Linked DNA regions of Oryzias latipes: region 2 is linked to region 1. Evidence: chromatin contacts called from public Hi-C data. All regions are on one chromosome and are shown on one strand. Each heading gives the region's core, a stretch centred on a gene start, on an enhancer-like site or on the middle of the called end of the contact. The rest is flanking DNA. Distances are from core to core; before and after follow the strand shown.

What was found. Hi-C and Micro-C count contacts between places; a contact is called where the count stands out from the background.
Region 2: a Hi-C map of embryo shows a contact between it and region 1, with 1.7 times the contacts expected there. The contact joins two enhancer-like sites. A contact is called at or near these places in 2 of 5 Hi-C or Micro-C datasets (both in embryo).

The regions. Positions count from the first base shown.
Region 1 is chr16:7,337,025-7,343,969 of ASM223467v1, forward strand. No RefSeq gene overlaps it. Among protein-coding and RNA genes, the nearest start is that of ldlrad4, 9.7 kb to the right of the region's middle. Within about 2 kb of position 4,162, at least 3 of the 8 cell types and tissues checked have an H3K27ac peak or open chromatin away from gene starts, as enhancers often do. A contact at or near this core is called in embryo, where this site is marked.
Region 2 is chr16:7,382,613-7,389,557 of ASM223467v1, forward strand. ldlrad4 (low-density lipoprotein receptor class A domain-containing protein 4) reads left to right here. Exons shown (of 4, transcript XM_011484919.3): 2 at 4,879-5,033; 3 at 5,256-5,306. Among protein-coding and RNA genes, the nearest start is that of fam210a, 22 kb to the right of the region's middle. Within about 2 kb of position 4,124, at least 2 of the 8 cell types and tissues checked have an H3K27ac peak or open chromatin away from gene starts, as enhancers often do. A contact at or near this core is called in embryo, where this site is marked.

The sequences.
Region 1 (6,945 bases), core at 2,912-5,411:
GCACACACAGAGGAGATGCATAAACAGACGCAGAGCAGACACAGAACAGACGCAAGCAGACACAGAACAGATGCAAAGCAGACGCAGAGCAGACACAGAGGAGACGCAGAGCAGACACAGATCGAACACAAATGAGACGCAGAGTGGACGCAAAGGAGATGGAGAACAAACACAGAGGAGACGCAGAACGTACGCAGAGCACACACAGAACCGACACAAAGCAGATGCAGAGCAGACACAGAGGAGACGCAGAACAGACACAGAGCAGACACAGAACAGATGCAAAGCAGACGCAGATTAGATGCAAAGCAGACACAGAACAGATGCAAAGCAGATGCAAAGCAGACGCAGAGCAGACACAGAGGAGACGCAGAGCAGACACAGAACGAACACAAATGAGACGCAGAACGGACTCAAAGCAGACGCAAGGCCGACGCAGAGCAGACACAAAGCAGATACAGTGGAGGCACAAAGCAGACACAGAGGACATGCAGAGCAGACACAAAGCAGATGCAAAGGAGACGCAGTACAGACACAAAGAGAACAGACACATTGAAGACGTAGAAAGGACACAAAGCAAACACAGAGGAGATCCAGAGCAAACACAAAGCAGACACAATAGAGACGCAATACAGATGCAATGCAGACAGAGAACAGACACATAGCAGACGTAGAAAGGAGACAAAGCAGAAGCAGAGCAGGAACAAAGCAGATGCAAAGCAGACGCAGAGGAGGGACTGAATAGACACAAAGCAGACGCAGAGCAGACACAAAGCAAAAACAAAGCAGACACAGAGGAGCCGCAGAACAGACACAAAGCAGATGCAGTGGAGGCACAGAGCAGGAACAAAGCAGACGCAGAGGAGGCACAGAGCAGAGACAACGCAGACACAGAGCAAACGCAGAGCAGAAACAAAGCAGATATAGAGGAGGCACAGAGCAGACACAAAGCAGATGCAGAGGAAGCACAGAGCAGGAACAAAGTAGACAGACGAGGCACAGAGCAGACACAAAGCAGATGCAGAGGAAGCACAGAGCAGACACAAAGCAGATGCAGAGGAGGCACAGAGCAGGAACAAAGCAGATGCAGAGGAGGCACAGAGCAGAGACAAAGCAGACAGAGCAAACGCAGAGCAGAAACAAAGCAGATATAGAGGAGGCACAGAGCAGACACAAAGCAGATGCAGAGGAAGCACAGAGCAGACACAAAGCAGATGCAGAGGAAGCACAGAGCAGGAACAAAGTAGACACAGAGCAAACGCAGAGCAGAAACAAAGCAGATATAGAGGAGGCACAGAGCAAACACAAAGCAGATGCAGAGGAAGCACAGAGCAGGAACAAAGTAGACATAGAGGAGGCACAGAGCAGACACAAAGCAGATGCAGAGGAAGCACAGAGCAGACACAAAGCAGATGCAGAGGAGGCACAGAGCAGGAACAAAGCAGATGCAGAGGAGGCACAGAGCAGACACAAAGCAGATGCAGTGGAGGCACAGAGCAGACACAAAGCAGATGCAGAGGAGGCACAGAGCAGACACAAAGCAGATGCAGATATAGAGGAGGCACAGAGCAGACACAAAGCAGATGCAGATATAGAGGAGGCACAGAGCAGACACAAAGCAGATGCAGAGGAGGCACAGAGCAGACACAAAGCAGATGCAGTGGAGGCACAGAGCAGGAACAAAGTAGACATAGAGGAGGCACAGAGCAGACACAAAGCAGATGCAGAGGAAGCACAGAGCAGACACAAAGCAGATGCAGAGGAAGCACAGAGCAGACACAAAGCAGATGCAGAGGAGGCACAGAGCAGGAACAAAGCAGATGCAGTGGAGGCACAGAGCAGGAACAAAGCAGACGCAGAAGAGGCACAGAGCAGGAACAAAGCAGACACAGAGCAAACGCAGAGCAGAAACAAAGCAGATATAGAGGAGGCACAGAGCAGACACAAAGCAGATGCAGAGGAAGCACAGAGCAGACACAAAGCAGATGCAGAGGAAGCACAGAGCAGACACAAAGCAGATGCAGAGGAAGCACAGAGGAGGAACAGAGTAGACACAGAGCAAACGCAGAGCAGAAACAAAGCAGATATAGAGGAGGCACAGAGCAGACACAAAGCAGATGCAGAGGAGGCACAGAGCAGGAACAAAGTAGACATAGAGGAGGCACAGAGCAGACACAAAGCAGATGCAGAGGACGCACAGAGCAGACACAAAGCAGATGCAGTGGAGGCACAGAGCAGACACAAAGCAGATGCAGAGGAGGCACAGAGCAGACACAAAGCAGATGCAGTGGAGGCACAGAGCAGACACAAAGCAGATGCAGAGGAAGCACAGAGCAGGAACAAAGTAGACAGACGAGGCACAGAGCAGACACAAAGCAGATGCAGAGGAAGCACAGAGCAGACACAAAGCAGATGCAGAGGAGGCACAGAGCAGGAACAAAGCAGATGCAGAGGAGGCACAGAGCAGACACAAAGCAGATGCAGTGGAGGCACAGAGCAGGAACAAAGCAGACGCAGAGGAGGCACAGAGCAGAGACAAAGCAGACAGAGCAAACGCAGAGCAGAAACAAAGCAGATATAGAGGAGGCACAGAGCAGACACAAAGCAGATGCAGAGGAAGCACAGAGCAGACACAAAGCAGATGCAGAGGAAGCACAGAGCAGGAACAAAGTAGACACAGAGCAAACGCAGAGCAGAAACAAAGCAGATATAGAGGAGGCACAGAGCAAACACAAAGCAGATGCAGAGGAGGCACAGAGCAGGAACAAAGTAGACATAGAGGAGGCACAGAGCAGACACAAAGCAGATCCAGAGGAAGCACAGAGCAGACACAAAGCAGATGCAGAGGAGGCACAGAGCAGGAACAAAGCAGATGCAGAGGAGGCACAGAGCAGACACAAAGCAGATGCAGTGGAGGCACAGAGCAGACACAAAGCAGATGCAGAGGAGGCACAGAGCAGACACAAAGCAGATGCAGATATAGAGGAGGCACAGAGCAGACACAAAGCAGATGCAGAGGAGGCACAGAGCAGACACAAAGCAGATGCAGAGGAGGCACAGAGCAGGAACAAAGTAGACATAGAGGAGGCACAGAGCAGACACAAAGCAGATGCAGAGGAAGCACAGAGCAGACACAAAGCAGATGCAGAGGAAGCACAGAGCAGACACAAAGCAGATGCAGAGGAGGCACAGAGCAGGAACAAAGCAGATGCAGTGGAGGCACAGAGCAGGAACAAAGCAGACGCAGAGGAGGCACAGAGCAGAGACAAAGCAGACACAGAGCAAACGCAGAGCAGAAACAAAGCAGATATAGAGGAGGCACAGAGCAGACACAAAGCAGATGCAGAGGAAGCACAGAGCAGACACAAAGCAGATGCAGAGGAAGCACAGAGGAGGAACAGAGTAGACACAGAGCAAACGCAGAGCAGAAACAAAGCAGATATAGAGGAGGCACAGAGCAGACACAAAGCAGATGCAGAGGAGGCACAGAGCAGGAACAAAGTAGACATAGAGGAGGCACAGAGCAGACACAAAGCAGATGCAGAGGACGCACAGAGCAGACACAAAGCAGATGCAGTGGAGGCACAGAGCAGACACAAAGCAGATGCAGAGGAGGCACAGAGCAGACCCAAAGCAGATGCAGTGGAGGCACAGAGCAGACACAAAGCAGATGCAGAGGAGGCACAGAGCAGACACAAAGCAGATGCAGATATAGAGGAGGCACAGAGCAGACACAAAGCAGATGCAGAGGAGGCACAGAGCAGACACAAGCAGATGCAGAGGAGGCACAGAGCAGACACAAGCAGATGCAGTGGAGGCACAGAGCAGAGACAAAGCAGACATATAGCAGATGCAGAGCAGACGCAAAGAAGACACAAAGCAGACGCAGAGCAAATGCAATCGAGACTTTGTGACTCTGTTCATGTGTCTGCGTGTTTTAGTCAGTATGAGTGAGTTGCATGTGTGTAACTGTGGGTCTAGATGTGTGTGGAAGCAGGTGAGTTTGTGTGTGTGCATGCATGTGCAGGCATGTGCATAGGCCCCCAGTCTTGTGTGTGTGGGGGGGGGGTGTTTGGGGACTGGAGAGCTTTCAGTTATCAGGCGTGTCTGCTGCCTGTCTGGTATGGTCTGACCTGTTAGTGGTGTCAGTCTGCACATGGCTCCCCAGGGGACCCGACTGATGCTGCAACCGAGCTGCATAAGCATGTGAGCATGTGTGTCTGTGCGTGTGTCTGTGTTTGTGTGGGGAGGGGGGTGTACAGAAGCCCTGATGTGCAAATCCCACCAACAAATCACACAAAGCAAAAACATTTTAAAGATCACAAGGACAATAAAAAATGCAAAACAGGTAATACAAAAAAAAACATTTTAGAAAACATAACAAAATTCTAGAAACCAAAACACAATTTCAAAAAATGGTTAAACTAAAAATTAAATGTTGAATAACAAAACACATTGAGTAGTGGCTGGATGGCCGAGTTAGCTGCGTGTAGAAATGGCACACAGCAAATCAGGGTTCAATTCCCACGGGGGGATAGCCTCATCCAGAGTGGATTTTTGGGCAAGACCCTTTCTATGACTATGTAGCTACAAGGGGGTCCAATTCTGGTTCCCCCTAGATGTGTGTGGAAGCAGGTGAGTTTGTGTGTATGCATGCATGTGCAGGCATGTGCATAGGCCCCCAGTCTTGTGGGCCTATAACATACTGATAACTGATAACATACAGGGTCGCGTCAGGTGAAAACAATGTCAGCTAAACTGCCTGTGTGAATCAGTGAAAGCTGTTTGGCTGTGGTGACTCCTGAAGGGGTATGCCAAAAGGTCAACAACATCAATAAGAAACCAGAAAAGGTAGGAACTATGGGACATTGCTGATTGGATTGTAACATTTGATTTTTTTTAATGTTTTTTTTTCAAATGCATCCTCGATGTCCGCACACTAATGAAAGTTTTAGGATTAGGATGGAGCGTATCCAGTATCACTTGATGAACAAATGTCCTCATCTAGTCAGGGATGTCCCATAGTACCTATCTTTTACAGTTTCTTCTTGTGTTTAGTTTTTAAATATTTAATTTAGATTTCTGGAAATTACTTTTGTTTCTCTAAAGTGTTTCATTTTTATTCCATTTCATTCTTTTTTGGAATTTCAGTCAGACAACTCTTGCAGTAAGAAATATTTATTTGACATTTTCCACATTCTTTAAGTTGGCATTCACATATTTTCGTTTGGCATAAGGCTCCGTTCAATTCCATGAGAAATTTCCATAACACTTTCGGGTAACAAAACCCCCCCTTTACGGAGCCCACAGGTGGAAGCCGGGGAGGAGGGTGGGGCGAAGAATGAGCGCTGAAGGTAAGAAAGAGAATGAACGACTGCGCACATGGGCTTAAATAGGACGCTGAGCAGGTGAGTTAATTGACTGAACCGCCCTAGGGTATTTACCTGTAAAACACTGCAGCGAGTATCTGCCCGAAATACGATAAATCGTCATTTCAGTCAGACAACTCTTGCAGTAAGAAATATTTATTTGACATTTTCCACATTCTTTAAGTTGGCATTCACATATTTTCGTTTGGCATAAGGCTCCGTTCAATTCCATGAGAAATTTCCATAACACTTTCGGGTAACAAAACCCCCAACACTAAAATCATCCAGAAGAAGAAAAATGTGAATGTATAATCAGTGTGTAATAAAATGGGGTGTGTTTTTGGCAGCATTCCATTTTCATTTCATTTCCCAGTATGACTGCTATGTGTGACCCGGCACCATTGACCGTTTGGGCCGCCCCCGTTCGAGTACAGCGCCACGAAGGGAACATGCTATCTAGTGGATCTGCTATGTGTGACCCGGCACCATTGACCGTTTGGGCCGCCCCCGTTCGAGTACAGCGCCACGAAGGGAACATGCTATCTAGTGGATCTGCTATGTGTGACCCGGCACCATTGACCGTTTGGGCCGCCCCCGTTCGAGTACAGCGCCACGAAGGGAACATGCTAACTAGTGGATCTGCTATGTGTGACCCGGCACCATTGACCGTTGGGCCGCCCCCGTTCGAGTACAGCGCCACGAAGGGAACATGCTATCTAGTGGATTTGCTATGTGTGACCCGGCACCATTGACCATTTGGGCCGCCCCCGTTCGAGTACAGCGCCACGAAGGGAACATGCTATCTAGTGGATCTGCTATGTGTGACCCGGCACCATTGACCGTTGGGCTGCCCCGTTCGAGTACAGCGCCACGAAGGGAACATGCTATCTAGAGGATCTGCTATGTGTGACCCGGCACCATTGACCGTAGGGTCGCTCCTGTTCGTGGAAACCACGAGGAACATACTATCTGAAAGAGAGAGGGAAAGAAATAAAAGGGGACCCAACATTAAATCTCATACCTGATCTTAGAACGTAAGCTCACTTCCGCAAAACGCTGTGCAGAACTATAATTTAAACCGCCAAACAACCCGTATGAGACACTAACTTAACATCCAATCCAAAGCTTCCGATGGCGTATTATGAGATGCTTAACAGCCATTATTCAACTTCTATTAAACTAAGAACAAGCTTGATGGCCATAAACTTCTTCCATTTTGGCAATTCTATATACACGCGCTTAAGTAACATCCATTATTTCGAAGCTCCCAACGAAAGTCCCACGAACGAGCTTAATAGCTATAATTTTCTCCATTTGGCATACCAATTATAAGCGCTCAAGGAACATCCATTTAATTGAGGTTCCATCCAAATATTAAGAACGAGTTCAACGCCCATAATTACTATGCTTCATTGGCACACTATAAACAAATGAACTTAAGAATCAGATTCGAGCTCCGCGCATACTATGATACAACTTAGAACATCCTAAATTTTGAGGCTTCCACCTGGCTATAATTTTCTTTTAACATCTATAATCGAATAATTTACATTCATTCTGCGGTTGACATTGATTA
Region 2 (6,945 bases), core at 2,874-5,373, 46 kb after region 1:
CAGGACCTTCAAGGCAGGAAGTGTCCCATTAGAAGACAACACTCCAATAATTCCAATGTGCCGCATCATTTCTGTAGAGATGCTTCATCAGTGAGTTATGGGCAGAAGAGCAGGAAAACGTGTGATGGGAATGACTTCATATACATATGAGCAGAGCTCTACGTATAGCTCTGGTTGTTTGCTGTGGTCCTGATGGCTTCAGTTCACTGGCGGGTCAGATAAACCGTCTGACCTCTCGCGGGGTTCGCTCTGTCACGCACACGCAGGTCAAAAGGCTGTTGTTGTGTGTGTGTTTGTGCCCACTCTCCATGCTGTTTACTGGAGTTTAGCATTTGGAACCAGCAGCTGGCGGGTGCTGGATCCTCTGAGCCGCAGAGCATCACAGGCTTCCTGTCGGTTCGGGCTCACATTTAGCTGCAAGCTCAGGATTCTGAACTCCTGCGTTTCTGCACTGTTCCATCACCAATGCTTTTGGGTCGCTTATAACTGTTTTATCCAGGTACGTGGGCGTAGATGTGCTTAGAGATGCACAAAATTATTTTAATATTATTATATTATAATCCCTTTAAGTGGAACTGAAATTGTCTTTTGAAGTATTATAAGTTTTTTTCCCTGTTAAACCATAAAATCATAAAAACAGAGGTTATAGTGTGGTTATAAATCGGAGCTAACATGTCTTTGAAGATCATGTGAGGTAGGTCAATATGACGCGTCCTCAGTGAAGTTTCACGTTTCAAACCAACGCCTGAAAACAGCTGTTCTGACTCCGTCATTCAATCGGGGGTCCAGTACTGTCTCTTTAAGCATGGAGGCAACTTTCAATGTTCGTGATCCTCAAGTGCAAACCCCCCCACAGAAAACAGGGAAGCTACTTATTCTGTGAGAAAACTAAAATCTGTCGTCTCACAAGTGAATGCAGACAGAACATCTGTTTGTGTTGATGGAGAACTAGAGCATCCTAACACTTAACGCTTGCTCCCCCTATAGCCGCCACCCCCCCACCCACAGAGAACCAGACGGACATTTCAGCGGCAGCAGGAAAGGGAGGACAGCTTTCCACATTTCATCCTATTTGGAATGAATTCAGGAAACTCATCAGAATTTCAGATTTGCATTAAAACCTAACGAAATCCCACATTTAGACAGATCAGCTTTGAAGTTGTTGTTTACCTTCCGGCAAATCTATTTAAGAAGCGCCGCAGCAAATCAGTTTTCACTCAGATGTCTTTACACCGGATGCCCTCCTTGACAAAACCCTGTCTGTTACAGACTCTTGTGGCTGCAAAGTTAGGCAGTAGAACTAACACTGGTTTAGAGAAACAAAAATACTAAAAGGACCTTTCAGTAAAGTCTGTCTTCTTCTGAGAAAAGACAAAAAAGTCCGTTTGATTCTCCTCAGAAAAAGAATTTGCTGCAGACTCTGTGTTCTTTGAAGAAGGCGTTACTGTTTGAAGGATCGGTGGTGAGGAATCCTGCAGTTCTGTGAGGAACCCCAAGCCTCTGAACCTTTCTGAACCTCCTCCTTCCTCCTCCTCCAGTTTCCTTTTTTCTGTGGCACCAAGCAGAGGTGAACTGCAGCCGCTTTAAGCGTAAAAACGTTCCTGCGTGTGTTTCAGGAGAGAGCAGCATTCCTACGGCAGCAGACTTGATGATTTTTCCAGCAAACCAGAGTGTAGCAGCTGTGCTGAAAGCACTGCACTGTGGCGTCAGAAACGTACCATGATGCACCAGGCTCTCTGGCTGCAGACGTCTGCACTGAAAACACTGAAAAGTTTGCTTTGTGCTTGACCTTAGTCTCAGCTTCCCTCAGTTCTTGTATATACAGTGGGGCAAAAAAGTATTCAGTCAGCCACCAATTGTGCAAGTCCTCCCACATAAAAAGACGAGAGAGAAGCCTGTGATTTTCATCATAGGTAGACCTCAACTATCAGAGACAAAATGAGAAGAAAATCCAGAAAATCACACTGTCTGATTTTTAAAGAATGTTTTTGTAAATTATGGGGAAAATGTTAAAGGGTGTAATTATGGGGAAAAGAAGTATATTTCATCAACACTAAATTGGTATTGTTGACGCGTGGTTTTTTGTTTGTTTTTTTGTCATTTTGGTTTTATGAACTAAAAGCTTCTCTCACTCCTCTGCGCTTTTGTAGATGAAGCCTCCGTCTTCTCGTTCTCCAGGGAGACGTTGCATGTCAGCACATAAGCATCTTCCACCCTCTTCTTCATGTCTGGGTGAAGGGCTCCGTGGTCCAACCCTTAACCTCTGATTAATTGTGTGTCACACTCAGTCTTATGCTGGTTGTGTTCTCATTGGACAACGCCAGACATGCAGGTAGTGGCAGGGAGAAGATTCTTCTTCTTTTATGTATTAACTGTTTATTACCACTCGTCCACCACCTACAATAGCATATAGCTTACCTGGGACCTTAAAGTTTTTATCTTTTATAAGGTGAAATTGGAATTCATGAACTATACATGTCAAATTTCAATTTCTGTGAACGCAGCATATGCCAAGCATTAGCACTACCATGACGTGGACCTCCACGGACTGAGTACCAGCGCTGTCACCTTTTGTAAATAAAATACCCATAACCTCACGTAAACAAGAATGGTCGACTTATCGAAAGAATAATTGTCAAATGATCAAAATGATCGCTAGCCAGTCTCCAGATCTCAACCCCTTAGAAACTCTTTGGAGGGAGTTGAAAGTCAGCGACAGCCCCAAAACATCACTGCTCTAGAGGAGATCTGCATGGAGGAATGGGCCAAAGTCCCGGCAACAGTTTGTGAAAAGCGTGTGAAGACTTACAGAAAATGTTTGACTGCTGTCATTGCCAACAAAAGGAATATAACAAAGTACTGAGTTGAACTTTTGTTATTGACCAAATACTTATTTTTTCCACCATAATTTACAGATAAATTCTTTGAAAATCAGACAATGTGATTTTTTTTTTCTCATTTTGTCTCTCATAGAGGTCCACCTATGATGAAAATTACAGGCCTCTCTCATCTTTGAAGTGGGAGGATTTGCACAATTGCTGGCTGAATGAATCCTGTAAAGTTTCAGTTTGGGAAAATGATTGAAAATAAAATGTTTCAGAGAAGACACTAAGAGAGTGTTAAAAGGCTCCACATGTTCCGAGCTTCATTCACATGTGTGCGTTTGGGTTGGATCAGACGTGTGTTGCCTCTCAGTCACAGAGCTGCAGGTAGAAATGTCTGATGAAGAGTTCTTTAGCAGACATTCAGAAGGTAGATGTCATCCTCTCCTGCACAGACTTCCTCTCTGACCTCTCTGGGTGTGGGGTATTGAAGTCACTTCATAGCTGTCACTGGGTCAAATCCAGGTTAAGCATCTGAGGTTACAGGTTTTAGCCCCCCCCCTCTTGATAGCAGTTGAATCTGTCTGTTCCGCTGTTGTGCAGGGGTTATTTTTGGTGAAGGGCTCTACGTTTGATTCTGTTCTTCATTGGTTTCCTGTAGCCGTCACATGATCTGAGTTTGCTGTCGTCTCTCTGTTTCCTGTTTCCTCCCCTCCCCGGCTGATGGTGATGGCTTTAATTGCTTTAAATGTCGTTCCCCCACAGCCATGTTTTTCCTTCGCTGTGGTTTGTGCTTGTTGGCTTTGTTCCTGTCAGTCCGACCCCACCCGTCCCCTGTGGCTGTTGTGGTGGAGCACAGTCAGCTTTGGGTGGGTGTACATTTCAGCCCTGGCCGGACTCTAACTAAGCCACAAAGGCTGGCTGAGCCTGACATGATGAACCGGCTGCTTGAAGCTTCTGTCTTTTCTTCTTGGGCTGTGATTTTTCATTACAGCTTTCATGAAAATCTTGGGATTACATTTAATGTGCTCCATCTTTCGAGCTCTTCTATCCCGGTTTGAGCGGCCCATGTTGGTCATTTTGTCTTTCAGAAGTGAATCTCTGTAGACGACATGCTGTCTGTGCCTCGTGTCATAGTTCTCAGAGATCCCTGCAGATGCTAAGAAGCCAACACCGTGTTCGTGTGTGTGCGTACGAGCGTGCATGCGTGCACGTGTGTTTGTGTGATAGCCCAGCAGTGAGTAAGTGTGAGTCAGAGGTCATACTGAGTCCAAGACTGGACAAGATGAGAACCAACAAAAGAGCCTCAGGCTGGGAGAGAGGAGGCAGACGGAGAAATACGAGGAAGCACAGACTGTGGGTGAGAGCTCAGGCCGGATCCTGGCGCCCTGAGACCTTCTGGGTCTGGTGTTGTTGAAGGTCAAGCTCAAAAGGAGAAGTTGGTTGTAGTTGGACCGACATTGAACCTCTTTGCTTCTCTGTAACTTCTGTGCGAGTGGTAAATAACTGATGACGATGATAATGGAGACCTGCAGGTGTGCAGCCACACTGCAGACTGAACGACAATGAAGTTGTTTCCACAAAACATTCAAGCTGGACGAGCTTTCCAAGGAATCTTTGGTCCTTTCAGTGTTGGCCGAACTTTACAAACCTGCTGTGGAAAGCCAGCGACCTTTGGGAACAGAAGCAGTAAAAGTCTAATTAAAGTCCTCAACAAGATGAACGTTTGAGGGGAAAGACGCTGGGATACAAATCTCTATGGTGATCAAACCAACTGTAACTTCTCTGTAACATCCTGTTTGGCCTGTGCTGCCCTCTGCTGGTCACCACGTGTACAAACAGCTTTTTTTCTGAAGACCAAGCAGAACTACTGTGATCACTATATGTATTTATATCCAAATCATGGAAAAGCCAAAGTCTGTAGAGATGTTGGAGGCAACCACCCTGACTCATTCTCCTGTAAATACGATAGATGCTCCGCCTTCCCGCTGCAGCACTTCTCCAGACTCATCCCTTCCTGATGCCTTTCCTCTTTCTCCTTTTTGTGTTTGTGCAGCTGAACTGGAGTTTGTTCAGATTGTCATCATCATTGTCGTGATGACGGTGATGGTGGTGGTAATCATCTGCCTGCTCAACCACTACAAGTTCTCCACCTGGTCCTTCATATCAAGGCAGAGCCAGGCCCGCAGGCACGAGCACGCCCTGCAGCAGGTGGGTCACATGTCTGCTTTCCTGTCAGCCTCACTGTGAACAACACACACTCAAACACACACACACAATTACATAGTCAGTGAGGAAAGCTGCTGCTGCCTGTAATGGACCGAACCATAGAGGCTGACGTTTGTCATTCCAGACAGACTAAAGCTGTTTCTTGCAGGAATTGATGAGGACAAAGATCCCAAAGTGAAACCTGTGTTTGTGTCTGTTGTTTAGAACGGGTGTCTGTGGCCTACAGACAGCAGCTCACGGCGAGGAGCCTCAGAGGTAAGAGCAGCACCTGACCCGTTTACAGAAGGTGACCTCCCAATGATGCTCCACAGTGGAGGACCAAGACTCTGGTTCTCCTGGATCCACTTCCCCTAAAGGGCCTCTACCATGCTATTCTAAAGCTCAATTATATCCATTTATCACCTTTGGCACACTAAAAAAGGATTTTTTAATGAAAACTTAGTCATTTTCGCAGCTCATTTCCAACCCGGATGTAAGATGACTGGATCTCTGAGGCTCCGCCTTTCGCTCCTTGTGGGTGCCGCCCATTTCATGACCTCCCCCTAGATCCGGTCTCTGCAGCGTTTCTGTCATCATCCAAACTTTCACAAAGATGGATGTTCACATTGTGTATAGAAAAGCGTTTTGCCTCATCACTAAGTTTTGAGAGGAATGCTCAAAAATGCATGAACGGAACAAAATACCACTTTGAGGTTGTTTTTTCCGTGAGGAATTAACATTATACTTAAACGCTCAAAAAGTTGATTTTGCATGGTAGAGGCCCTTTAATAACATCCACTGGGCTTTTTGTTTCTGTGTTTGGTGTGACCATAAAGTCAGACACGACCCCTTCAACACTTTTCAAGCCCCGATTCCAGTCAGCACATGATTCTACTTCTCTGACTGTTTCACATGGGTCTGCGTCTGCTGCAGGGTCTGCGCAGATTTCAAATTAGGGAGGGGGGGGGAGAGAGCACAGACTCTACCCAAAAGCAGAGAGGTGAAGCAGCTTATGTTGTTTTTTTATATTTATTTCCATAAATCCTTGAAACCCCCCCACAACCCCAATCATCGTCATTTGGTTTGACATAAAGTTAAGTTTAGAAGAGTGAATAAGCTCATTGTTTCTATTTATAATGAATAAATTACAGACAAAAACACTGATGTATTTAAGGATTCTTTTAGCAACAGTGATACTCCTGTGCTATGGATTTTTTTTTACCCATAATTCAAAGTAATATGCAATTCTTTATTGACAATTCCATTTGGAATTCGATCATGCGATTTGAAAATCTATTTTGCATTTAAAAATTCCATATGAAAAATGGCAAATCGATCTTATAAATTTAAAAATAAATTTTAAATAAAGCAAAAATAAATTGCATTTTGAATTGTTAGTGTTTTTAGTACCATGATTCAAATGACAATGGATTTTGCAATTTACAATTCAATGTTCAAAAGTTAAAAACAATAAATGATTCCTACAGTTTTCTGAACAATATTGTTATTGACAGTTCAAGATAAAACCTAATGCAATGCCAAAAAATTAGTTTATGTTTGAAAACGTCATTGAAAAAAGAATAGAATAGAATAGAATGCCTTTATTGTCACCATACACATGTACAATTTGCATCAAACGCGCATACAGTGAAATGAGAGCCGCTCACTGTTCAGTGCAAACATGCATGAGAAAAATAATATCCCAAAGTAATAAAATAAAATAATTTCACAAAAAAGTACAAAAATTTACAAAAGTACAAAAATGTAAAATACAAATTTTTTGCTGAGTAGGTTTTACTTTCCGCAGAGAGGTAGGTGAGAGCAAGAACAAGAAGAGCAAGAGCAACGCAGGGCAGATTATTTAGGAGGAAGATTGAAGATGTACAAGCGGAAAATTAATAGAGGAGAAGAAAAG